4 separate regions of the Mus musculus genome follow, and all the other regions are linked to region 2. The links are chromatin contacts, called in public promoter capture Hi-C maps. All regions are on one chromosome and are shown on one strand. Each heading gives the region's core, a stretch centred on a gene start, on an enhancer-like site or on the middle of the called end of the contact. The rest is flanking DNA. Distances are from core to core; before and after follow the strand shown.

The links. Promoter capture Hi-C pulls out the DNA fragments that hold promoters and counts their contacts.
Region 1: a contact with region 2 is called in a promoter capture Hi-C map of pre-B cells, with 5 times the contacts expected there. The contact joins the enhancer-like site here to the promoter of Rgs22 in region 2. A contact is called at or near these places in 13 of 39 promoter capture datasets (the 3T3-L1 cell line, 3T3-L1-derived adipocytes, the C10 cell line and 9 more), 1 of 15 datasets of contacts at CTCF or cohesin (large pre-B cells) and 2 of 115 datasets of contacts at active chromatin or transcription factors (embryonic forebrain and embryonic stem cells).
Region 3: a promoter capture Hi-C map of hippocampal neurons shows a contact between it and region 2, with 7 times the contacts expected there. The contact joins the enhancer-like site here to the promoter of Rgs22 in region 2. A contact is called at or near these places in 12 of 39 promoter capture datasets (3T3-L1-derived adipocytes, cranial neural crest, frontonasal cranial neural crest and 7 more), 21 of 484 Hi-C or Micro-C datasets (CD8 T cells, DN2 thymocytes, the G1E-ER4 cell line and 14 more), 8 of 115 datasets of contacts at active chromatin or transcription factors (craniofacial prominence, embryonic basal ganglia, embryonic forebrain and 5 more) and 2 of 9 other capture datasets (adipose tissue and embryonic stem cells).
Region 4: a contact with region 2 is called in a promoter capture Hi-C map of embryonic stem cells, with 3 times the contacts expected there. The contact joins the enhancer-like site here to the promoter of Rgs22 in region 2. A contact is called at or near these places in 15 of 39 promoter capture datasets (the 3T3-L1 cell line, 3T3-L1-derived adipocytes, the C10 cell line and 9 more), 1 of 15 datasets of contacts at CTCF or cohesin (large pre-B cells), 1 of 484 Hi-C or Micro-C datasets (embryonic stem cells), 1 of 115 datasets of contacts at active chromatin or transcription factors (extraembryonic endoderm stem cells) and 1 of 9 other capture datasets (embryonic stem cells).

The regions. Positions count from the first base shown.
Region 1 is chr15:35,251,394-35,257,773 of GRCm38.p6, reverse strand. All of the region lies in intron 2 of Gm33497 (a long non-coding RNA gene), which reads right to left. All of the region lies in intron 1 of Gm52178 (a long non-coding RNA gene), which reads left to right. Among named protein-coding and RNA genes, the nearest start is that of Gm52178, 41 kb to the left of the region's middle. Within about 2 kb of position 1,928, at least 7 of the 459 cell types and tissues checked have an H3K27ac peak or open chromatin away from gene starts, as enhancers often do.
Region 2 is chr15:36,135,621-36,141,892 of GRCm38.p6, reverse strand. Rgs22 (regulator of G-protein signalling 22) reads left to right here and starts at 1,493. Exons shown (of 28, transcript NM_001195748.1): 1 at 1,493-1,565; 2 at 1,986-2,014. The coding sequence starts at 1,541.
Region 3 is chr15:35,267,211-35,273,456 of GRCm38.p6, reverse strand. All of the region lies in intron 1 of Gm52178 (a long non-coding RNA gene), which reads left to right. Gm33497 (a long non-coding RNA gene) reads right to left here. Exons shown (of 3, transcript XR_875131.2): 3 at 3,154-5,068. Among named protein-coding and RNA genes, the nearest start is that of Gm52178, 26 kb to the left of the region's middle. Within about 2 kb of position 1,251, at least 20 of the 459 cell types and tissues checked have an H3K27ac peak or open chromatin away from gene starts, as enhancers often do.
Region 4 is chr15:35,616,641-35,623,008 of GRCm38.p6, reverse strand. Vps13b (vacuolar protein sorting 13B) reads right to left here. Exons shown (of 62, transcript NM_177151.4): 24 at 5,191-5,411. Among named protein-coding and RNA genes, the nearest start is that of Mir599, 41 kb to the left of the region's middle. Within about 2 kb of position 3,823, at least 4 of the 459 cell types and tissues checked have an H3K27ac peak or open chromatin away from gene starts, as enhancers often do. A contact at or near this core is called in embryonic stem cells, where this site is marked.

The DNA.
Region 1 (6,380 bases), core at 679-3,178, 880 kb after region 2:
TTGCCCCAGCCTGACAGAATCACCTGCACAAGTTCTTAACTTGCATTCTCAGCCTTCCCTGGTACATTGCCTAGACCAGGCCCTGGGTTCAATTTGCAGCACAGCAAATAGTTAGAAATGAGAACACTGAGTAAAGCCCTTGGGAGTGGGGCACTAATCCCTGGCTCCACATTTAGAGATGGTTCCAATGTCTCCTGCTGCAGTCCCTGAGCCAACAGCTTTCCCTGCAGCCCCAGAATGTAGATTGAGTCTGGATTTTTACAATTACTATTGCCAAGAGTATCTATAAAGCAAAACAAAGCAGAACAAAACAGCAACAACAAACACATCAGAAAATCAGATTCTCACACATTTGAGTTTACAAACCCAAACCCCTGTGTGTTCTAGAAACCCCCTCGTTGGAATAAAAGGCATTGGTGAATCAGGAAACATAGCTCTCTTTCAAGTGAATCCCTCAGCTACTAGCATTGATAACCACATTCAAGGCCAAAACAATAAAATGGAATCGTTCTTCAATTCAAGGACAAGCACAGTGTCAGGCTTAGTGGTAGTTAGAAGATGGATCTCTACCAAAATAGTGTCTTATCTGTTATATATGTTTTCAGCTAATGGACAGTTGTGAACTATGGCCTAAAGAGTTTCATGTCCCTGGAATTAAAAGAAAACCAAACTTGTTTTAGAGTTGTTGTTTTTTGTTTTTTGTTTTTTTTGATTATTATTTCTCAAGAGACTCCAGTTCCTGCGTCATACACTATGAGTACTGAAGGAGGTAGGCTGTGAATGACAAAATCCAGGTGAAAGTGCCATTTACATGACCCCCAGGAGCTAGTGGAAGGAATCCGTATGCCAAATCCATTTTTTGAAGCCTGATGTCTTTCTAGTCACAGATTGGCAGACTGGTGCATGGTCCTGTTCGTGTTTCCCAAGAGTCTTGCTTGCCGTCACATGAACAAGGTACTTTTCTACAAGAGTAGCCAGTGCTCTTAATCACTGAGATGTTTCTCTAGCCCCTGTATTTGATTTTACTTTTAGGGGTTGGAGGATGCTAGAGTTTGAGCCTAGAGCCTCACACGCGCTAAACATGTTCTCTGCCACTAAGCTACACTCCCAACCTCTTAGCAATTCTTAAAGTGTCATCTAGGGACCAGTAGCCTGTGCATCCCTGGGACACTGGCAAACAATGAACATTCTTGGACTGTCTCCATACTGACTGAGTCAGTCTGTGGAGGTGAGGTCTAGCAGGCTGTGTTTGAACAGCAGCTCAAGCCATTCTGACACATATTAATGTTTAAGGAGCACTCATTCAAATGAAGGGTAGTACATAACCTTGAGTGTAAATAATATTGGACTCCTTGTTATGTTATTCTGTTTCTGGAACAGTCAACTAACTGAACTTTTATCTTTGAAAACAAACCCAAGGACATTAGTGATAAGATGAGATTTGAAATGAGCTGAGCCAGCTAGGCATGTCAAAAGGTTGTCACATTAACAACAACTACAACTACAACAACAAAAAAGCAGGCTTTAAAATATAGTCCCAGGGTTGGGCAAAGAGATTTCTGGGAAATGTAGTCTATTTATTATAGGAATCTCTTGCCAACAAGAGGAGATTGGAGTTCTGGAAACTGTCTCCCTGGAGAGAGATGAAGCTTTCCAGGGCACCCCAAACTTGGCTGCAGACAAGCCACTTCTCCTGTTGCTGGCAACAGGTCTCGGGTGGGAGACCATTGCGTTTCATCTTTGCATGTTTGTTCTGCTTGTTGAACATGGACTTTCAGAGTGTCTTGTTCTGTAATTCAAACCTGAGTTTATAATTAGGTCTGAAAAGGGTTAGTTCCCAGGCAATTCCTTATGAAACTGGTAAGGCAGCTGCCTTTGCTTTGGCTTGTTTTGATGTAATTTATTGGAGAGAGCTGCAGCATTGCTGTTTTAAGTTATACTGGGCAGGCCTCTCTGCTTTGTAACTGGGAGGGGACGAGGGCTGAATTCTGCTCTTGGGAACTTTGGATGGATGAGCGGAAGATGCTGGCACAATCTTGTCTTTCGTTGTTGGAAAGTAAACTCTGAATTAGTCAATGTGTTTAAGCCCACCTGGCTCAAGTTCAGCTGTCTGGCCTGAGGAAAAGGTTTAACCAGCTAAATTACAGAGGCCAGAAGGTCTGCCTAGCAGGACTCAACAGAAAACAATCACTGGTGTGCTAACTCAAAGTTTCCTTTTTCAGATTTCACCGAGACCGGAAACATTCTAGTTAATACACACACATAAAAGTCTCGATAGAGATCTCTCCCCCTCCTTTAGCATCTGAGTGTGTGACACCTGAGCCATAGGTTGTTTGTGGGACTATCGATGCATAGCCCCTGGAACTTTACTCAGTTTGGATTGTTTATACGTTCACTTCTGGTTTTCTTTGGAGAAAAGACTCTGCTGCTCTATAAAGTGTGGGGACTGCTGGCTTAGACAGAGGTGTACAGCCTCATCTGTACTGTGTAAGTCAAGTTACTGATCCTATGAGTCCACAAGACAAACCTCAATCTACGGAGGCACTGAGGCCCAGGATTCTACTTGGTTTTGTGTAAGGGCTCAGACTTCAAATGCTCCCCTAAGCCCATGGTAACCATTACTCTAACTCTCCCTCAGCTTCTGTCCCCTTAAAAGCTTCCCATGACTCTCCTTGTTTCCAAATGCCTGGCACTTAGTCAGATTGCCAAGCATCTGCCTAAAAGACAGAAGATCAGTGGCATTCTCGCCTGCCATTTTGTCCCCAGCTGTGAGGTCTTGTGATCATTGTGTCCAAGGTATGATCTTCTTAGCAGCCTTGTCCAGGATAGAGTCATCTCTGCTGACTTCCTGGCTCTGAAGGCAGAGAAAGAGCTATAAACAGTATTTTCTATTCATTTGTTATGCAGCTCTCTCTCTCTTTCCCTCTCCCCCTCCCTCTCCCTCTCCCCCCACCCCCACACATGTAAAGATCTAACACAAGGCCTTACACACAGGCAAATGTCCTATCGTTGAGCTACACTCCGGCCTCTAGGTTTTTTTTTTCCTTGTGGTTGAATCCTGTTACCTATTTGTTCTTTTAAATTGACACCTTTTTTTATTACTTTGATTCTTTAACAGGGCCTTCAGAAGAAAGAGAGGGCACACATGTGTGCTGAAGGTTGTTTATACTGGCATTTAAAAAAGAATCTTATTATGAAGTCATTATGTATTTATCAGAAGTTGCAAAAGTAGTAGAGAGAATTTTTTGGGAGTGTTAGGGAAATCACCTAACTTTATTGTATTCGGCATAGTATCAAAGTTAGGAAACTGGCACTGATGTGGTTCACAGAGCACTGCAGACTTCAGCAGGCTTTCAGGTGGGTGGGTAAAGTTCCATGCTGTCTGAGCACGTATGGATTATTAGAGCCATCAGTCAGGATGTAGGGCTACTCTATCACAAAAGCCCTTTCACATTCGTGCCCCTGCCTCCCCTCACCCCAAACCTCTAAAACTCTCTAATCTGTTGACTCTATAATTTTGTCATTTTGATACCTTTGCAAATGGAATCACATGATATGTAAATATTTGACAAGGTCTTTGGTTTTTCCTTTGGGTTCTACCTGTGTTGTTTTCTGTATAGGTAGTTTGTTATTCTTGCTGGCTGAGTGGTATTCCATAGTCTTTATTACTGCTTAATGGCTAAGGAGGACCCTTTGAATGGTTTCCAATTTGAAGGAGTTACAGGTATTTACTTTGAATTTGCTTAGAATTTCTAACAGATAAAAACTTAAACATAAAATACAAAAATTCTGTAAATGTTGAGAATAACATCAATGTGTGTGTATATGTGTGTATGCATATATGTACATGTGTGTATATATTTATGTGTATGTATGTGTGTATGTATGCATGGGCATATGTGTGTGCATGTGTGTATGTGTGTGTATGTGTACATATGCACACGCATGTGCATGCGAGAGACCCAGAGCACAAGTTGGGTCAATCTAGGATTTCATGCATGTTAGACATTCACTGTCTCAGACACTGTCTGTTTTCTTTGAAAGAGAGGGAAAACTTGGCTTCATCATTACTGGTCACCTGTAAAGTCTTGCTTGCAGCCACCTTTGCTTACCTTTAAATATGAGCCATGAGCGGAAATCAGAACATATCTATGTAGGGGTAAGGCAGCAGGTCTGGTCTTGGTTCAGCTAATTACTTAGAGATTTCATAGCCTTGGTAAGAGTAAGCTTTGTTGTGTGGTAAGACATTCATTAAAGTCTCTAAAGCTATTCTGTACAACTGTGTGGCCTGCTACAATAGAGTTATAGGTGATTTGTCTAACACATGATTTATTGTTTGAGATTTATTTAATGTCTTTTATAAAGCCATGCCTAATCCCACAAAGAACTTGATGGTATTATAGAACTGAGTTTTGGGCATAAATAACTCTCTTAACAAGAGTTTCAAAAATCATGAAGGTTTTTGTTTTGCTTCAAATTTTACTCTTGACAAGGTCTTACTATGTAGTCTTGTCCGGCCTGGAATGCATTGCATAGACCAGGCTGGCCTCGAATTCATAGAGAATAAATAACTTGCCCTGCCTCTCAAGTGTTAAAATTAAAGGTGTTTGCCACTTGGCCTAACTCACAAAGTTGTTTGAAAAGACATATTTATTCATTTGCTTAATCAACAGACATTCACTGAACATAGGTGCCAGACATGATTGATTTAGGTACTGAGTATATAAAGACCCCTTCTCTCTGGATATTGATCTGAATAAGGTTACTATAGAAACTTGCAATCAGATTTTATGTGAACATATATTATACTTGTCTATTTGTGTCAATATGAGGAACAAGGCTGTAGTAACAAGTCTGCCAGGTTTTCTGATAAGCTGCCAGATTGACGTCCGCTAGTTTTGTGTCCCACCAGCTGTGGTAAGTTTTACTTTATGGAAATGGGACCCCCAGCTTGGATTCTCCTGCCTCAGCTTCCCAAGTGCTTCCCAAGTGCTTCCCCTCCTCATTGCTCCTCCAGCATTTGGGTTGTAGTACTTTGTGTTATAAGTGTGCTGGGAAGTGGATGGTGGTTTCCTGATGTTTTAGTTTGTGGTTCTCTGAAGATGTATGTTGAGTCAGTCAGTCAGTCTGTCTGTCTGCCTACCTGTCTAATCTATCTGTCTGTCCATCTGTCTGTCATATATTTTGAAACAGGGTCTCAATTATTCCAGGCTGGCCTCCAACTTGCTATGTAGGCAATGATGACCTTGAATTTTTATTCTTCCTGCCTCCATTTCCTGAGTACTAGGACTGTAGGTGAGTATCACCAAGCCATTTTGTGCAGCTCAGAGATCCAACACAGAGCTTCATGCACACTAGGCAAGCACTCAACCAAGCTTCCTTGGTCTCTCTTCTTACCTATTTCCTTGGTGAAGTGAAATCTCAGTTCTTTGTCCACTGACGAGCAGGGTTATCTGTTACATTATATTGAGTTTTAGAATTCCTTGCATATTTTGGATACAGGTTCTTTATCAGACATGCCTATTGCAATGATGTTTTTCCTTTTCTATTATTTCTCTTGGATATACCATCACACCAGAAAAGCAAGATATGGATCTAAAGTCACTTCTCATGATGATGATGGAGGACTCTAAGAAAGAAAGAAATAACTCCCTTAAAGAAATACAGGAGAACACAGGTAAATAGCTAGAAGCCCTTAAAGAGGAAATACAAAAATCCTTTAAAGAGTTACAGGAAAACACTACAAAACATCCAAGAATTGAATTGAGCAAAAACATCCAAGATCTAAAAATGGAAGTAGAAACAATAAAGGAAACCCAAAGGGAGACAACTCTGGAGATAGAAACCCTAGGAAAGAAATCAGGAACCTTAGATGCGGGCCAACAGAATACAAGAGATGGAAGAGAGAATCTCAGGTGCAGAAGATTCCATAGAGAACATGGACACAACAGTCAAAGAAAATGCAAAATGCAAAAAGATCCTAACTCAAAACATCCAGGAAATCCAGGACACAATGAGAAGACCAAACCTACGGATAATAGGTATAGATGAGAATGAAGATTTTCAACTTAAAGGGCCAGTAAATATCTTCAACAAAATTGTAGATGGAAACTTTCCTAACCTAAAGAAAGAGATGCCCATGAACATACAAGAAGCCTACAGAACTCCAAATAGCCTGGACCAAAAAAGAAATTCCTCCTGAAACATAATAATCAGAACAACAAATGCACTAAATAAAGATAGAATATTAAAAGCAGTAAGGGAAAAAGGTCAAGTAACATATAAAGGCAGGCCTATTAGAATTACACCAGACTTCTCACCAGAGACTATGAAAGCCAAAAGATCCTGGACAATGTTACACAGACCCTAAGAGAACACAA
Region 2 (6,272 bases), core at 244-2,743:
ACTGAGGAGTCAAATGTGGAGCCACTGGCGGGTTTTAAGTAGGTCAGATTTGCATTTAGATAGCTGGTTTTGCTTTCAGCATGGATAATGGATTTAAAGAGAACTCCTAGCTGGGAGCTAAGCCTGGAAGACTGACAAGTTAGGAAGCTTTTACAGCAGACCAGATGGGAGCTAGCGCTAAGGCTGTGTGTGGGTGCTCTTGGGAAAATGAGAGCAGAGCCCAAATGCAGAAATATGTTAAGGTAGAACTGGCTGAATCCAGTATTTACCTGAATGTGGGGTTTGGAGGGAAAGTTCTAGGGGGAAACTTTGAGTTACTCGGAAGATGTATCATTTAACGGTCATAAGATTTATGTTCCAAAAATAATTTATGTCCCCCCCCAAAATCTGTGTTTTAGTTGAGATAGGTTCTCAAGTAGCCCAGGCTGGCCTTAAACTTCTGATCCCCCTGCCTCCACCTTCCTAGTACAGATTTTGCAGGTCTTTGCCCCAACCCCGGTCAGAAGATGAAGCTCAAAGATCCTGTCTGGGAATGGGTATGATTTGGGTGTGGAGTGATAGGGTGGGGTATAGCTCCTGTTAGACATTTGCATTGGAAGTACTGCTGGGAAGGGGCAAGCAGTTAGCTTTGGGGTTTATTTGGTACCACTGAGGAAATTCAGAACTACAGAATGGGATAAGTTTTATAAAACAATTAGGAAGCAGTATTTCCAATGCAAATGTCTAACAGGAGCTATACCCCACCCTATCACTCCACACCCAAGTCATACCCATTCCCAGACAGGGACTTTGAGCTTCATTTTCTGGCCAGGGTTGGGGCAAAGACCTGCAAAACCTGTACAAGCAACGTGGAGGCAGGAGGATCAGAAGTTCAGGGCCAGCCTGGGCTACATGAGAACCTATCTCAACTAAAACACAAATTTGGGGGGGGGGACATAAATTATTTTTGGGACATAAATATTTTTAGTATTTAGAATAATTGTGTTTAAATTTTTATCTTTTCTATTTAAATAAATTCTTTTTTGTTTGTTTGTTTGTGGTTTTGCTTTACTGTAGCTCAGGCTGGCTTTAAACTCTTAGTAACTGAGAACAAGCTGTAACTCTATTCTCCTGCCTTCTTTTGTTAACTGTTAGGATTGCAGGTGTGTGCCACAGTACACAGGGCTCTGTTTTCCTAACTCCTTTCCTGAACACACATTTTAGGGTAACTGTAATCTGTGGTCCCCAGTTCGGGTAATTCCTAGTGGTCAGCGTTTATGAAAAACCTTTTGCTACAGGCGTCTGACCTAAGGAAACTGAGGCCTGGCTCTGCGGTCCTTCGCTGTGGGAGGATCTGCTCCCCCCGCCCCCGCAACAGCCCTTCCCCACCAGGAGCCGTGCGATCTCCACAGTAACGGCCGCTCCCCAGCCGCCACCCCTGGCCCAGGCGCCTCTGCTTTGTCCAGCTCTATGGCAACAGCGGGCAGCCCCAGGCCGCGTGCCGTGGGGCGGCAGTCGCTCCCCAGACAGCGGGGCCGGGCAGCTGGGTTCCCCCGACAGGATGCCGGAGAAGCGGCTCTCGGCGGGTAGGTGGGCCCCGGCGCCCTGCCGCAGTGCTCGGGCACCCGGACCGCGCTCGACCCCAGCCCCAAGCCTCCAGCCCAAGCCCGGGTCCCCAGCCCCAGCTCCCTGCCTTTTATACGAACCCCCAGGGCAGTCGCTATTACCTTGTGCGCTAACCACGCTAAGCTCTCCTTTTGCAAATGGGGGCCTTAGGTTAGCTCTGGGGTGACAGTGGGTCCCAAGCCAAAGTCCAAAGGTCTTTCCTCCCCACCTTCACCTGGAATCCTACCTTAAAATGTAATCCATGTGCGGATAATGAACATTTTACTGAGCTCACCCGGGATATATGTATATACAGTAGCGCCAGGGGCTGTCGCAGATGATTTCAGTTAGTCTAAAAGGAAGATCTGAGTACGAAAAGGTAACGTTTTGTCTCCTTCCAGAGCCGCCAGAAGTTACAGAAGAAGAGTTTGTGAGTACACAGTGGCGAGAACGGGTCTTTTTTTTTACATTCTCTTCGGGCTAAAGCTTTCTTCTGTAAAAGACCTCATGTAGTTTCTCCGTACCCTTGCTGTCCCTATGGGGGCAGGCCGGCTGTCTCCATGGCTTTGTTGTGATGTGCAGGGCAGCTCCTGGTTGCAGTAAACATTAGTAGGTAAAGTTGCTCACCCCAGCATTAGAGATGGGAAAGAAGGGCTGGGAGTCGGGGTCATCCTTTGTGACATAGCAAATTCAAGGCTATGTGAGATCCTGTCTTAAAAAATACCAGCCCTCCCTCACCTCCACCCCCATGGTAGCACTCAGGTCTTTAAACTCCAGCAGAGGCAGGAGGATTTCTCTGAGTTTGAGGCCAGCCTGGTCTACAGAGCAAGTTCCAGGACCGCCAGGGCTATACAGAAAAACCCTGTCTCAACAACAACAACACCACCCAGTCAATCAATAAATAATAAAATAACAAAGCCAAAAAACCCAAAACTAATCAACCAAACAACCAAAACAGACAAACACAAAAACAGCAACAGAAACCAGTCATCTATTTGTAAGTGTTTAAATTGTTTTCTAGACATTGTTCTCAGGTCAGAATTTTGGAGAAATTGAGCATACTAAATATTTGCCAAATCTATTTATCATTTGGGAGAGTGCTGTCTTTAGAGACTCTTCTAGAAAGCATATTGCTTACACGAGGAGCTTGCCCCAGGGCACAGACAGACACAGAGGCAACCCTTTTTCCTACCACCGTTGAGGCTGGAGCTCAAAGCGCGTCCAGTATTTACTAATGTGAATACTCTAGCACCCACTTCTCTTGTTGACTGATTATCCTATTTACTTTTGGCTTTTCATTCAACAAACATGAGTGACTGTGTATTCAAAGTATTGTCCTAAATACTGGGTCTAAGTCTCAAAAACGTTAACAGTCTAGCTGGGGCTAACATAAGAGAGAAGGCTAAGTCAGCAGATAGTAGGAGTAGTAGGAGGTGGGAGCAGGAGGAGGAGGGGTGGGGGAGAAAAGAGAAACTTCTATGTACACTAACATACAGGTACACACAGCACATCAGAAATGCTTCCATATATTGGCCGAACCCCGTTTAACGGGAAATTAAGTTATTCCATCACTCAGCCTCAGTGCTTCACGCAGGAGGGCATCTGAGCCAGCTCCTCCTCTTCTGTGCCATCCAGCCTGGGCGTCTTATGAGTACTTAGCATTTGAGTGATTGTGCTCAACTTGTCCTCCTTCCCTGGGCACCCGCTGAGTTCCAGGCCTTGATCCCAGTCTTCTTTTCCCTTCCCAGCTTCTCTCCCCACTCCTGTGAGGTATTGATCTTTGGGACTCTGCTCTCCAGAAGTTTGTGGGTGAGCTCTTCCTTCGCCCCTGTAGCTCTACCCTTCCCCATCTCTTGAGAATCCCAAGTCCATATGCCATCCCCACATCTGCTCTCGGTGTTGCTAGGACGTAACCTGTGCGGCCCGCAACTTGCTATGTGTGCAACCCCGCATCACTTCAGACTTTGTATCTAGATGCTTCAATGCTGTGTGGATTGCAGATTCCTGTACCATGTCTGTGTCCAGACAACACATTTGATGCTTCTACATAATCTGGTGAGCTATCAGGTGTCCCTGTGTCACCTCTTCAGAATCCTCACCTGTGCTCTCCAGCCCCCGATTCTGCCTTTCCACTGTTTTCTTGTGTTTTGGTGAGTGGCACACTCCTGTTCAGTTGTCCATGCTGCCTTCCTTCCTCCCTCCCTCCCTCCCTAGCCATGTCTGTCTCCATATCATGGACCTTGGACCTGCGGTTCTATTTCTGGCTTCATCGCCAGGCACAGAGTTTGGCTATAGTCTTAAGTGATACCAATTCGATATTCCTTCTCTCAGTTGACACTCTTCTCTGTCTAAAGCATCAGATGCAAACTGTGTGCAGCGGCTGTCCTGGAGTCTCCCATGGCTGTCGTATTGCTGTTAGCTCTTTCCAAAACGTCTTACTCCACTGTAAGAAACTTGATGAATAGCTAGTATTGCCGAATGCTGGCCACAGACTGATGTTTAACCCCAGGACAGCCCTCTGAGGTAGTGGCTATTTCCCACATTTCATAGCTGAGGAGGCCAAAGTTCATAGAAGTAAGATACTTACTATGATACTAAGATACTTCTATGGCCACTTATCTAGTGACCCATGGAGCCCTTCAAAGGCTCGGTCTTCCTTAATCTGCCCGCCCTACCTTGTTCTCTAGGATACATATTCCTTCACCCTGCTGTGAACTTGCAAACACTTCCCCACGCTCTGCTCTGGCCAAGCCTTCTGCCTCCTTTGCTGTCAGTTGTGTTGGGTCACCCTTCCTCACCCGTGTCACAAGCTGGCACATTGCTTCCGTCCCAGGTCATCTGCACAAAACCCTTCCCAAACCCAACGTCATGCAGACTGTCGGCACTGGGCAGCTTCCCATGGGGACCAGTTTGTGACCAGATCCTCAGATTCACACGCTCAACCAAGTGTTGGCTGACTACTTAAATGATTAACCTTCCTCAAACATATGCTTGGCTTTGGTTCTCCAATGTGTGTTGGTGTTCTTATCAATAAACGACACATTCTTAGAAAAAGATCCTAGCTACTCTACTATCCAGAGTAAAGCCCAGCCTTTCTGCCTCTCCTGCAGGCAAGTGCTGTCATGTGGCCGGGTCCTGGTGAGAGGCATGAGTAGGAAGGCTGGGCCCTGGGCCCTACTTCTGGAAAGCTGATGTTTCCAGTGGTCGGGTAGCTGACCTTCCATCACAGGCTTGTTCTTGGAAGCTGGGTACTGAGATTCTAAAGTTCGTGTACGTCTAGAAGGGAAGAGTAACCAGTTTTCTTCCTCTCGCTGGGACAATGATGGGGTGCTGGAGCAGAAGCAACCATCTTGGATCCTGAGGAGGCGTCCTAGGATAAGAGAATCATGATCGAAGGGAACCCTGATGGCAGCCTGGACGCTGCTCAGGGTTACACAGGCAAAAAAAACTTTGTATTTCATTTAAGAAGCAGTGTTTTCGGTGTTCCTGTGTTTATAATAATTTTCTTCATATTTTCTCAATCAGTAATCTAAAACTACACTGTTATTATGGATGTCACAAAGGATCTTAACCTTCACACAGGGTCTTCGTTTTCAAAGCATAGAGTAACTCATTTGGAATCAGCCACTTGTCTGCCAGGGACGCTGTGTTTATGTAAATTTCTGCTTTTAGGTGAGAGGCTTATTTTGGGGGCAGGGTCTTGCTTGTATGTGGACCTGGCTAGCTTGGAACTCTATGTAGACTATACTTTCCTTGGCGTGGTATAAAGTAGGCTGATCCTCCTGCCTCTGCCTCATGCATGCTGGGTTACAAGCATGAGTCATTATGCCCAGCTATTTAAACGTTTTATGTATAAAAGTTGAACTTTTTGGTTCTGGGACTCCGCCGAACTTAGGAAATTAGTCTGAACAGGTGAGAGGGTGCACCACAGAACCGGACAGCTTCTGGGACAGGCGGAGCCACAGAGCCACTGAGGCAGCACTCTTTTCAGGCCGCAGACAGCCGGCCACCGTCCCGACCAGAGGACAGGTGTCCGCCTGGCTCAGAAGGCCTCAGCCTCAGGAGCAGCGGGCGCCACCTTGGTTCCCGGACTCCACTGAACTTAGGAACTTTGTCTGTATAGGTGAGAGTGTGCACCACAGAAGCTGAGAGCTTCTGGGACCTGCCAAAGCAACACAGCTTCTGGGAAAGGTCCTGTTTTGGGCCTTCTTCTTCGGTCAGGAGGAGGTCCAAACACAAGATATCTGCGCACCTTCCCTGTAAGAGGAGAGCTTGCCAGCAGAGAGTGCTCTGAGCACTGAAACTCAGAGAAGAGAGTCTGTCTCCCAGGTCTGCTGATAGACGGTAACAGAATCACCAGAAGAACAATCTCTAAACAGAGTCAACTATAACAACTAGCTCCAGAGATTACCAGATGGCGAAAGGTAAACGTAGGAATCTTACTAACAGGAACCAAGACCACTCACCATCATCAGAACCCAGCACTCCCACTTCGCCCAGTCCAGGGCACCCCAACACACCCAAAAACCTAGACCCAGATTTAAAAGCATATCTCATGATGATGGTAGAGGTCATCAAGAAGGACTTTAATAACTCCATTAAAGAAATACAGGAGAACACTGCTAAAGAGTTACAAGTCCTTAAAGAAAAACAGGAAAACACAATCAAACAGGTAGAAGTCCTTACAG
Region 3 (6,246 bases), core at 2-2,501, 870 kb after region 2:
TTTTTATGTTCTATGAGCAGACTGCTGGGTACTGCATTTTCTTCCCACCCCCATGCTTGTCACTCTTGACTGTAAGATGAGGGTTACAGTGTCTGGCTTTGAAGTCTACATTCACAACAACAAAATGGGAAGGGGAAACTCCAGAGGTTCTCTTGTTTTATCTGGAAAAAACAAAACAAAACAAAACAGATTTGAAAGTCAGGAAACAAGATATCTTTCCAGATGTGTTTCAGAGGGTTGCCCCTTATGTCACAGTGTTAGACTGGTGCCACCTGGACACACTTGTCTGTAATGGAGCCCCACCATGCAAGCTAGGCAGGTACTTTACAACTGATTATATCCCAAGTCCTTATAGGGAAGTGTTCTAACCCCTGGTGTTAGGGGAAAGGAGAAAGGAGGAAGCAGCTGGAAGTGGCTTAGCTCCAGCTAACAGAGGCCTGTGCAGTATGAATTCCTGTAGGTCCTCATAGCCTGCAGCAATTTGAAGACAAATAGTCTATTTATTCATTTAGGAGAGACTTGCAGGCTTTCTTCAGGCTATACCTCAAAGACATAATAGTTAATAAGGCAGATTTAACCCCTGCTTTCAAAATACTGAAGGCCCAGAAGAGAAGACAGCACAGGTCAATAAAAATAATTATAATAAACCATGATGACTTGCTGTAATGATTCTCTAGGATTGAACCCCAGAGTCAGTCACAGCAGACTAATCTGCAGCTTGGAAACACAGGGGATATTATTAACTAGACCTAGGAATTTGAAAACATGATACACCCACCTATTCATGTAACAACTGACTCCCTAATGTGTTTCAAGGGTATGCTTCAATCCGTGTTACAATTAGGCTCATTTTCGCTTCTAGGAGTTGGTTTTAGGGGATGATTTTCATGTCCAACTAGTACCTCCCAGCTCTACCCTTATGCTAATAACTCAAGCACTGACAAGGGGAATCACAGTATCCCAAGCTGAGGCTATGATCTTCTCCTGGTCTAACTCCAGCTCCTTGCTCTACCTCTCCGTAGACCAGAGTATATGGCTAGGTGGTGAGTGTGGCTGAGGGCCAGCACAGGAGCCTGAAGCTGTCGCTCAGCATACATGGGTAACATTTCAACACACTGGGGCTTGTGGGAAAATCAGACAGCAAAGCTGAAGCCCTGAGAAAAAACCATCAATGGATTCCACCAGGCCCAAACAACGCTGGTCCACTGTGGCAACATAAAAGGCCAGCATCCTGGCCGTGAGTAATGTGCTCTTGGCAGCTGTTAAAAGGGCCTAAAACCCCACTGGCTCCCAGATCCAGTGGGGCAGGCCAGGTGCAGGCTGACAGGAGAGCTCTGTTGATTCTAAAGGCCAGAGATGTTATTTTGAGGTTTGACTGTTTATGTCTCATTACTGCTAATTTCCATGAGTTTGCAGGCCATTTTCTGACACCCCCAGGCCGTGGTGGAGAACTCCGTGTACACATGAAGGCTATTCACTAACCTACCTCCCCAACCCCCCAGTTTTTTGTTTGATGAGAGCCATTTCTGGGAACACAACAATCTTCATGTGGAAATTTCTTAAGCAATTTTAGCTTGGGTTTGTGGGTACCTCTCTGAAGTCACTTCTGGGTATGAGTGGAGCTGGCCTGGGACACATTTAAACCCTGTTTACCTTCTAATTCTCTTCCTCTCGGAATGGTAAGTATTAAGATAGTGATCTGGGCAAATACATAGAAGTGTTAGCTTGCTGTTATAGTTAGAACATTCAATGGAGAAAATTCAAATTCAACTGAAAAGTCAGGAAGGGGGCGGGGAAGTAAAAGAAGTAAAAAGTTACACACAGGATCATATGTTATAAGCAATGAACAGGAGAGACAGGGCTCTTTCCCTCAGACTTCTTTGTCCCCACAGTGTCCTTCTCTGAGGGCCTCAAGCCTCCTGGTTCCTCATCCCTCTCCAAGCCTACCTTCTTTTGTTTTTAATAAAAACATTCCTAGTTTTTATTTATGTGGAAAATTCTGAACATATTCAAAGTACACAGAGCATACATGCATCTGCCTCCCTGTTCCAGTTTCATTACTATTTATCCTGTGAGTGTGAGTGTGCGCATGTGTGCACATGTGCCTATGTTTTTTAAATTACATGGTCATGTTTATTTCTCACCTAGTACGAATCTTTACCATGCCATTACTTAGAAAGTGCAACAGAGACCTTAGTCTGACTGTTTAATTTGAGATCCCCAGAGTGTGAAGTGTTGACCTTAGTGTTTATTGGATGTATAATAATTAAGAGTGGTATTCAGAGGGCATAGGGAAAGCAAGCGGGCTCATCTCTGGTAGAGACTGACTCCACATAGCTTGCCTCTTGCCTTCTTTTTTTATATGTTTGCATCTTTCCCAGCAGGTTTACAACAAAGTTGGCAGCTGAAGTTTTTATACTTCATTTAATTATTCATTAAAATTTTAATCACTTTATTTACTTATTCATCTCCTGTGTGTGTGTGTGTGTGTGTGTGTGTGTGTGTGTGTGTGTGTGTGTGTACTTTTGTGTCAGGTGGAGGTCTGAGGTAGCTTGCAGGAGGGAGTCAGTTTTCTTCTTCTACATTGTGGGTCCTGAGCATGAACCACAGGTAGTCACGCTTAGTGAAACATTCTTAGCTAGTTTAGCTGCCCCACGTGCTGTATTTTGAAGAAACTTCCATACTTGAGCTTTCTCGGGCTTATTAATGCCACAACAGTTGGGGGAATGCCTTTAAACAGTGAGGAAGCCCTGTGGAGCCGCTGCTCTGAACAGGAACTCAATATACAGCCGAGGGTCTCTGAAATGGGAACAGAAGTCATTTGCTCTCCAGCCTCAGACTCTGAAAATGCTGCCGAAGGTAAGAGAATGGACAAAAGACCCTTTAAGTGTGGGATAGCCATAGGTAGGAAGGAAGAGTGGGTAGTAGGGTGTATAGAAGAGCTGGATTGATGTTCACAGATGGGTGCTCTCTCAGTGGGTGTCTGGTGATACAAGAGTGATGGATACACCCATTGGAGGACAACTTTTATAAGACTCAGATTTTAAAATTACACACACATAGTCAGTATTAATAAATTTTTTTTGCATTTCACAAAATTTACTCAAATAATAAAATAATTAACATTCAAGTAGCTTCCAAGAATAAGGAAGTAAATTTGTCAGTTTGCACACTCACTTTGAGTGCATCGGCCTTGCCTTGGGGGGTGGGTACTTCTTCACTTCTGCGGGGAAGTCAAACCTCAGAGAGAGAGAGAGTTTAAGGGTCTGTCACTTATCCATCAAGGCTGCAGTCCAAAGTCAGGAACTTGGTGTCACATAACACATAAATGAGACAGTGCTGGATGAAAACAGATTCATCTCCTAGTGTTCAGGAATGTTCTGTCACCCCTGGCCACTGCGCCTCGTCTTATCTGTCTTTAAGGCACTTGCTCAGTCTATCAGCGCCTTTAGCTCTCCAATGCCCCCAAGCATACACTGCTGGTTCCACCAGCCTGTGTGGAGAACTCACAGTTAGAAATCCATTCTTCTTAAAGAGCCATGAGGACAGTTTGAAAGGATGAAATACAACCCGATATAATTAACACGTCAATAGTGGCAACATGAAACCCACAGTTGAGCAATTTGGGCCTGTGCAAGCAAACAGATGAGATAATTTGAAGCTCCTTGCTGTGTGAGTAGGGTGTGTGTGTGTGTACCTGTATGAGTGTGCTTACGCATAGCCAAACCTACAGATCTTTCTTTAAGTTTTACTTATATTTTGTTTGTTTGTTTGTTTATTATTTGTTTGTATGTGTGTGTTTGCTCATGTGTGCCATGGTGCACATGCAGAGGTCACAGCATAACTTGGGGAAATGTCCTGCTATATGGGGCCTGGTGATCCAACCCAGGCCATCATGCAAGAGCCCTTACCTGAGGACAGTCTCCCCCATAGATAACTTAGTGCATCTGTTTTTAATTGGCTTCACTGAGCAGTCAAGCACTAAAACAGTTTTAACCTAAATGTATCAAATCATTGTAAAGACATTTGGATGGCTAGAAACTGAAGAAACAGAATTTCTAGGCATTCTAGCCTACTGAATTCAGTTGTGTTTGGAGTAGTGTGCTGTGGCTCAACGCTTTCTCAGCTGAGCCTTGCCCTCAACCCTGGGCTTCTGGTGGTTAGAATGCAGAGGCCCGAGGCCTGTCTGGAGAGAGGGACCCCGGTGCCTCAGCCTGTGGACTCTAAAGCCCTTCACTGCCCTGGAAGACTGTCTCTAGTCATGGATTCTTTGTTCCCAAGCAGAGATAGGAATTTTTGCCTGTTGTGGAGGGATCTTCCCTTGGGTTTGGTCACATGGAGGTGTGGAAAGGGATTTAGTTTTATGTCTGAGTGAGTGAGTGAATGTGGGGCAAACGTTTTGAACCCAAATGGCTGTGTGAAATGTCCTTACCTGGCGTCCCCTCTCCTTGGCAGTGTGCAGGAGCTTGTGAATACCTTGTCCCAAGCAGGCTGGGCACAGGCCAAGAGTCTTGCATAGCACGTGTGGGTGTTGAATCAACAATTCTGCTTATGACTCTCCAGGGACTCTTCTTTGAAGATTATGCAACTCTGGCTAAGAGTATGGCTTTGCCTTACTGCTTTACAGACTGGATTAACTTCGTGAAAACAAACAACAGCTTCTCTCCTCCCATTTAGGCAATTTACATTTTTTTTTCTTCTGTTTCTGACGAAATGATGTGAAGGAAGAGAGAATTCTACTGGGCACACTTTTCTGATTTTGTTGCAATTTGCAAAGCACGTTCACCATGTGGCTATAGAAGAAGCTTAAACTAACACATTTTTAAAGAAATCAAGCTCTCAGTATATGTGAAAGTTTCAGTATATAAGACATTCCTGGGTGTTAGCGATGGCCCAGCAGGTTAAACTGCCTGCCCTGAAGCCTGAGGCACTGGGTCTAGATCCCGACATCCACTCACGCTGGGTGTGCCATCCACGCTGGGTGTGCCTGGCTGGGATGCGCAGAGTTCTGGGACATGCTGGCCAGTCTAGCCAAGTCTGTGAGTTCCAGATCAGGGAGAGATCCTGTCTGAAAAAATAAAGTGAAGAAGAGACTGACAAAGACATTTGACGCACGAATGCATGCACAATGTTAAAAAAAAAAAGATAAAAGTTTGATGATAAAATAATCTGGAACATTATTAAATTTTGCCAATGATTCTCCTGGATCCCTTACTTTTTAATTTTTGGGTATTAAAATAGGCTGTGTCATGTCTTTATTTTTTTTTTTTTCAGTTTACCTGATTACTTAATATAATAGAATGTTCTACTCTTTGTTTATTTCAGTGTTGCAAATTGTTAACTGGTATTAGTTACCTTTCTATTTATTGGAGAATGTAGTTGTTTTCTTAACAATGTGCAAAAAATCCCTTTCCCATAAAGGTAAATAAATAAACTTGTTTATTTGATTAGTGGCTTTTTGTTTCTTTGGCTTTTGGTTCTGGGGACTGAAGCCAGTTGGTGTGTCACACATACTAAGCACAAGCTTTAGCACTGAGCTATATCCGGCCAGATTTTAACTAATTAAGCATCTACTGATGATAAGCTCAGAAGATGTGGGGTTGAGTAAAGTAAGCATGGTCTGGGCTCTCACAGAGCTTATATTTCTGGAAAGGCTAAAGATTAAACTATCTGTAAGTGTTAGGAAAGTGCAGAACAGAGAAAGAAAGGGCAACATCATAAAATAATTTAAATCAGAAGTTAGGAAAAGTTCTCTTGGTAAGAAAGTGCCATTTGGGCCCAGTGCTGAAAGGTGAGGCGGGAGAAGCTTACAGAAGTGATCAAAACCACTTACCCAGACAGAGAAGGACGTTTGAACAAAGATGCCCAGGCAGGAGGAGTGCAAGACAAGTCTGTCTAGGACACAGTGAACAGCAGAGATGCTGACAGAGAGTCCTGGAGAAGGGGGCGGGGCTACGTGGGGGAGGGGTGTGGCAGTTGCTCTGCTGCAAAAGGTGAGCCAGCAGTGATTGAAAAGCTTTGAGTTTTGCGCTTACATTCATTCATATTTTTAAATAACATTTTTAAAGATTTATTTTATTCTTATGTCTATGTGTGTGTATATTTCTGCGTGTTTATGAGCATTGAGTGTTGGAGCTCACAGAGGCCAGAAGAACCCATCCGATTCTGATACCCTGGAGCTGGGAGCTGTTTTCAGGAGTATAAGCACCCTACCCACTGTACCATCTCTTTAGCCTCAGACTGAGT
Region 4 (6,368 bases), core at 2,574-5,073, 520 kb after region 2:
AGGAGCTAGAGAAAGTACCCAAGGAGCTAAAGGGATCTGCAACCCTATAGGTGGAACAACATTATGAACTAACCAGTACCCCGGAGCTCTTGACTCTAGCTGCATATGTATCAAAAGGTGGCCTAGTCGGCCATCACTGGAAAGAGGGGCCCATTGGACATGCAAACTGTATATGCCCCAGTACAGGGGGAACATCAGGGCCAAAAAAATGGGAATGGGTGGGTAGGGAAGTGGGGGGGGGAGGAGTATGGGGGACTTTTGGGATAGCATTGGAAATGTAATTGAGGAAAATATGTAATAAAAAATATTAAAAAAAAAAAGAAAACTGACAAGTTCAAAATGTAAAAGTCTACAAAATAACTAACGACCAAAAACCATCATGGAGTTTACATGATTTACAGCAGCCACAAACTTCCACTGTGCTGTTTTATGGTGAGTAAGCATTTCTGCAGATGGATGTAGTCTAACGAGCAGTGTTCACTATTGAGAAGTAGATTCCCTTTAAGAATGATCAGGAACAAATACAAATGCCTCTTACACAGAGAACTGGTGAAAGCAGAAAGCAAATACACACCCTGGGAAGTGTGGTTACTTTATGCACTATAAAGCATCTATCACCCTTCCTTATATAATTTCCAAAACTAAATCTTCTCTATTTTTCTGAGATAAAAATGACATGGGATTTCTTTTGAGGCAAGTGAAAAGAACGATATAACAGAGAGTAGAAAAAGAAAATCATTACCTTATGAGACTTCTAGAGATAGAAAATATCTCCAACCTACTTCCCATGGGATATGTTATCCCAATATTGAGAGAAAAACCATTTAACTTGCAAATTGTTTGACTGAGTTCTAAGATATTTATACAAGATTTCATAAATAAGCATTAATCATGGAGTGTGTATGAGAACATATTGGCATATACTGTATAAAACAAGCCTAGGGGGGAAGGCAAACATAACATATAAGCAAACCCACGGCTGGATACCATACTTCGATTGTGATTTTTAAAAAAGCGAAATTCTCCTATTTATAAAGAGTTTCAGCGCTAGGACACACCCAGATGATGAGGCTAGCCTCTCACATGGGCAAAACAGATGTAAAGAGACACTGTTGTCACTCAGATGGAGATACACTGTTGTCAATCAAATGTACAGAGACACTTCCTTGATGTAACCTCTACATGCTCTAGTTTTCTACTTTTTGTGTACTGAAGCCTCAAATCTCGAGTCATGGATATCTGTAGTTTTAAAATGAACTAATGACTACAGATTCTACCAAAAAAATGAAAAAAAAAGAACTTTATAGAAAAACTATTAAAGTCATTTTCTATTTCATAATTAAGATTTTTCTCTTAAAAGGAAGTGTTGGAACCCAAGTCCTTCTGAATGATTGTTTCTCTTTTTCCTAAATGAAATGAAAGAGCTGTCTAATAAGAGCAACATTAACCACAGGAAGTAAGTTCTACTCCCAAGGGTTTAGTGTTATTTACTTCAGAGGCACAATACTGCTTTTATTGTCACTACTTCTGATTCCTTCCACTATTGTTCTTAAAAAGATGTAACATCACATGTGTTTAATGTGGCAAGCAAGCAATGGCATAAACCTCAACTATAATTCTAGTTTCAAAGAACACACAGCTCTCAAACAAAGGAAGCATGCAGAGGCTACATCAGTTTTCAGTTGGAGTTCAGCTGAAACACTGAGGATTAAAAATCATAAAATTAAAATGTGTATAATTAAAATGTGTATAACTAAGAAGTACAACTATTCTAAATATCCCATAGAGTAACTGAAACTCTCATTTTCTGCTGGTAAGAACAGAAGATTTAAAACGAGTTTGGTAGTTTTGAATATATATATATATATCTCCTTATCCAGCCAATTAAAGTAGTTTCCCTAAATAAAAAAAATAAAATAAAAAAAAAAAGCTTATGTCTGCAGAAACATAAACAGAAATATTTACAGCATACTGTACATCTGGAAAAGTCCTAAATGTTTAACAACAAACACTGAACAAATGAAGGTCAATTATATAGCTAAATGTTAGTAATAATAAGAGAACATATGTAAGACATGAACTAATCTAAAAATGGCTGTGTAGCATGAAGGAAGTTAAACAAAAAACACAACTGTAGAATTCCATCTACACTATGGGGTTTCCAAAGACTATAACTTTTAGGACAGTTTCTATGATGATTTAATGAGTATATATCCCAACCTTATTCAAACTGGGTAACTTAAACACACAGTTTATTGTACACTAAGTATACTTCAGTAAAACTAGATTATGAAAGAAATAAAAAATAAGCATATATTTAGCACCATTCAATGAGCTTTGTGTGGAGACAACTGAATAGCCACGGCAATCTGAGTATGGCATACTGGCTAAATAAATTTTTTTAATTCCTTAAATATTCAAAATATATATTTTTAATTCCTTAAATATTCAGAAATGAAGAAAATCGTATCATTAATGATGGACCCAAAGAGGAAGCTTATCTCTGAGATTTAGAGTATGAAATGGATACCGTCTTAGATCTAGAATAAGCAATTAGTACTCAACAAGAATCTAGCCCATGAAACAGATACCTATTGGGATCTAGTACATGAAATGGATACCCACTCAGATCAAGAATAGGAAATGGATGTCTACTGTGTTCTAGAACAGGAAATGGACACTCACGCTCATGACTTTATCTAACACCTAATCTGTCTATATAAAGATCAAGGAACCAGCTGAGGACAAAAATGCCTGATTTTATAAAAGGAGTAGGTAGGGTACAGAGAAGAAAGAAAGAGTTGCCCAAGTCAGCTATGTACAAACTCTGAGCAACAAGAAAAGAGTAATAAGAAGACAGTTCCCTGTTTAGGAAGAGAAAAGGAATTAATTCCAGAGTTTGAGAAGTGACACAGTACCAGGCTCTTACTCTTAGGTCAAGCCAAGCATCATCACTTTTAAAAATTGTTGTATTTTATTTTGTCTTATCTAGACTATTGTCATGGTGATGGAAAGCCAGGAAACTCTTTGAGAAAAGCTGAATCTGTTCTTTCCTGTTCTATTTTGTAGAACTTAAGGAACCAGGTGCCATCAATGGTGCCTTAAGACAAAAAAGAAATGTTTGTGTCACATATGAATAAATCATTGTATCAGCACTGTAATATACCATCTGAGACAGAGTAGAATCTGAGACCTGAGTGTCGTAAGGTCTGTATCTGCACTTTCAAAGTTCTGCTCCCACAAACGCACAGCACTTGTTCCACAGACCCTCACATTACTGTCTGCCTATATATAGGTATCTGTATCCAAACCTCTCTTGGTTTGTTTTTTTTTTTGTTTTTTGGTTTTTTTTTTTTTTTTTTGGTTTTTCAAGACAGGGTTTCTCTGTGTAGCCCTGGCTGTCCTGGAACTCGCTCTGTAGACCAGGTTGGCCTCGAACTCAGAAATCCACCTGCCTCTGCCTCCCAAGTGCTGGGATTAAAGGCGTGCGCCACCACGCCTGGCCTCAAACCTTGCTTTTTAAGTGGACTTAATTAGTGCTCATTCTAACGGCTTCTTTTTTCTCCTCTGGACACTTTTACTAGATGCAAGATCACATTCAAAGATAAAGAGGGATAGGACAACATCCCACTCCACCCTGCCCCAAGGGACATAATTTAACAGTTTCTTTTACTCTTACAAGGATTTTAAAGCAGCCAATAGCACTAGCATTCTAATAGCAACCTAAGAGATGGTCAGAATTCTCTATAGCACTGCTGGAACACAGTCCAAGCATGGAGTCATGGAGGGGAGTTCTGAGTGCTTGTTTTAACATGAGTCTTTTGACCTCAGTTTCATCAAAAAAACACAGACATTCTTGGAATTCTTGGAATGTGTTTGCCTGATCCTCCCAGGTATAGGGGAGTCTATTTCAGTTGTTTTTTGTTTATATGCCTCTGTAAGAAAACATGTTTTTGCCATGTGTGTCTTGTCCTTGTGATTACACACTTTACTCCGGTGACTCTTCTTAACCCTCAGAGTATAAACTGCCTGATGCTCTGAATAAACTTGGCTGCTGCATGATACTGTAGTAGTCAGCCTCATTTTTAGTCCCTGCTCTCCCAGGTTCACGCAGCCAACTAGCGTGGTAAAAAACAACACTATGAAACCAAATTATATAGCATATAACAGAAAGAAGTAGAGAGAGTATCCACAGCATGATTTTGTGCATAAAGAAACTTGCAACCAAGACCGATAACCTGAATTTCATTTTCAATACCCACATGCTTAAAGGACAGAAATAACTCCTATAAACACCTCAATAAATAGACAGATGATAGATAGATAGATGATGATAAATAGACAGATGGTTGATAGATAAATAGATAGATAGATAGATAGATAGATAGATAGATAGATAGATAGATCATGTATGGATGGATGGGTGAATGTTTAAAAAGAGGCAGGTGGGGAGAGCTGCATTGTACTGGAAAGGAACTTCTATAATATGGAATGATAGTGGAAATTAATTTTTTTAAATACTTCAAAATCTGGCCTGGTTGATAACTATTAAAGCTGGAATAGATATATGTACTATGAATTTATGACCATTGGCCGATCAGATTCAATAATATGCTACAGGAGATTATTTTTAAAATAGGATTCAACATTGACTATGTGGAAAATATACAATAGTATATTTGAAGTTAAAAATGTAAATTTTATGATAATTAATGATGTACACAAAACCAGGTGATATGAATTCATAGTAATTGTAATGAGGCAGAATACAACGTGACTGGCATATCACAGCTGAAATGTTATGGAAGTGGCAACTTTTAATAAGTGTTCTCTTTAGGTGTAAATGAGCAAGATTTGAAAGGGGGCTCTGAGAATCTGATTAAAAATTATATTTGGTCACTTAAGTACATCCTCCAGCCCAACAATAAAAGAAATAGTTCCTCAGAATTTCAAACCAGCACATCTATAACTGATTTTATTCCACCAGCCAAAAGATGAATTTATATATTCATCAATACAATTCTTACTATAAAACTTGATAGAATTTTAAAGCCATTCTTCATCTAATCATCGCAATGTTGATGGCAAGGTTTAAGGACAAAAAGGTAGGGTATTTAAAGGAAGAGAAGTCTTTTAATAAAACAAATAAACATTAAAAAAAATTTAGCATTTAGAATGAAGTGTACCAACCTGGGGATTAGAGCATTTTATCTCTAATGACTCTAAGTCAACATGAAGACAGACAACAAATGAATGCCTTCCATCGGGTCCCACAGGAAGCAGCTTTTGAGATGTGACTGCTAGAGTAGAGGTACATCCCATAGGCTCCACAAGGGAAAGAGTCACTTGCTTTCCAAGAAGGGTATATATGCTGAAATGATGCAAGCTTATGGTCCAAGGAAATGCATCACCTATAAGGGAACAAAACAGAAAAATGAGACCAACAAAATTACACAATTAATGAATACAAATAAAAAATTATTTAAAATTTCAATCTGAAATATAGCACAACATAACAAAGGTAGGATCTCAGAGACTAAGGTAGTAAATGATTTACATGCTACTTAAATAATTTAACTTTAGTATTTGTAGTTACTATAATATACTTCTATACTTTTCATACATTGTAAGCATAAGAAGAAACCTGGCTATGAAATGAGAGAGGAGAATAATATGGATGTTTTTGTGTGGTGGCAACTCACACCAGAATTAATGGTGATGGAGCATGCTAATGAATCAGGCTTCTGGTGCTATGTTAGAAGTACTTAGTCAGAAATTCTGTGGATGGAAATCAGGCATATTTCTACATATTCCTTGTGTGGCTCTCAAAGCACATGAGATATATTTTAAAGGATGCAGGCTTGACTAAAAATTTAGCATTCATAAATATCATAACTGAAAGAAAAATATTTCTTTTACTGTTCTAGTAATTTATCTAATGTGCAATGTATTTATAAGTAGAAGCATAGACTATATAACATCTTAGAATTTTATACTGTATTATAGGTAAAGTAGACGGATATAATTCCAATTGGAATATTGAAAATTCATTATTCTGGTATATATAGATATAGATATAGATATAGATATAGATATAGATATATACACACACATATATATATTTGTAATTACTATATATACTTCTATACCTTTCATACATTATAAGCATAAGAAGAATGTTAAATACAAGAAATAAAAACAGAAATAGAAGTCCTAACACCCTCTTTGCCACTATAGTAGATAGTAAATGTTCCATATATATATATATATATGGAACATTTACTATCTACTATATATATATATATATATATATATATAATAAATAGTGGATATATAGTGAAAAATAGTGGATATTCATACATAGTGGA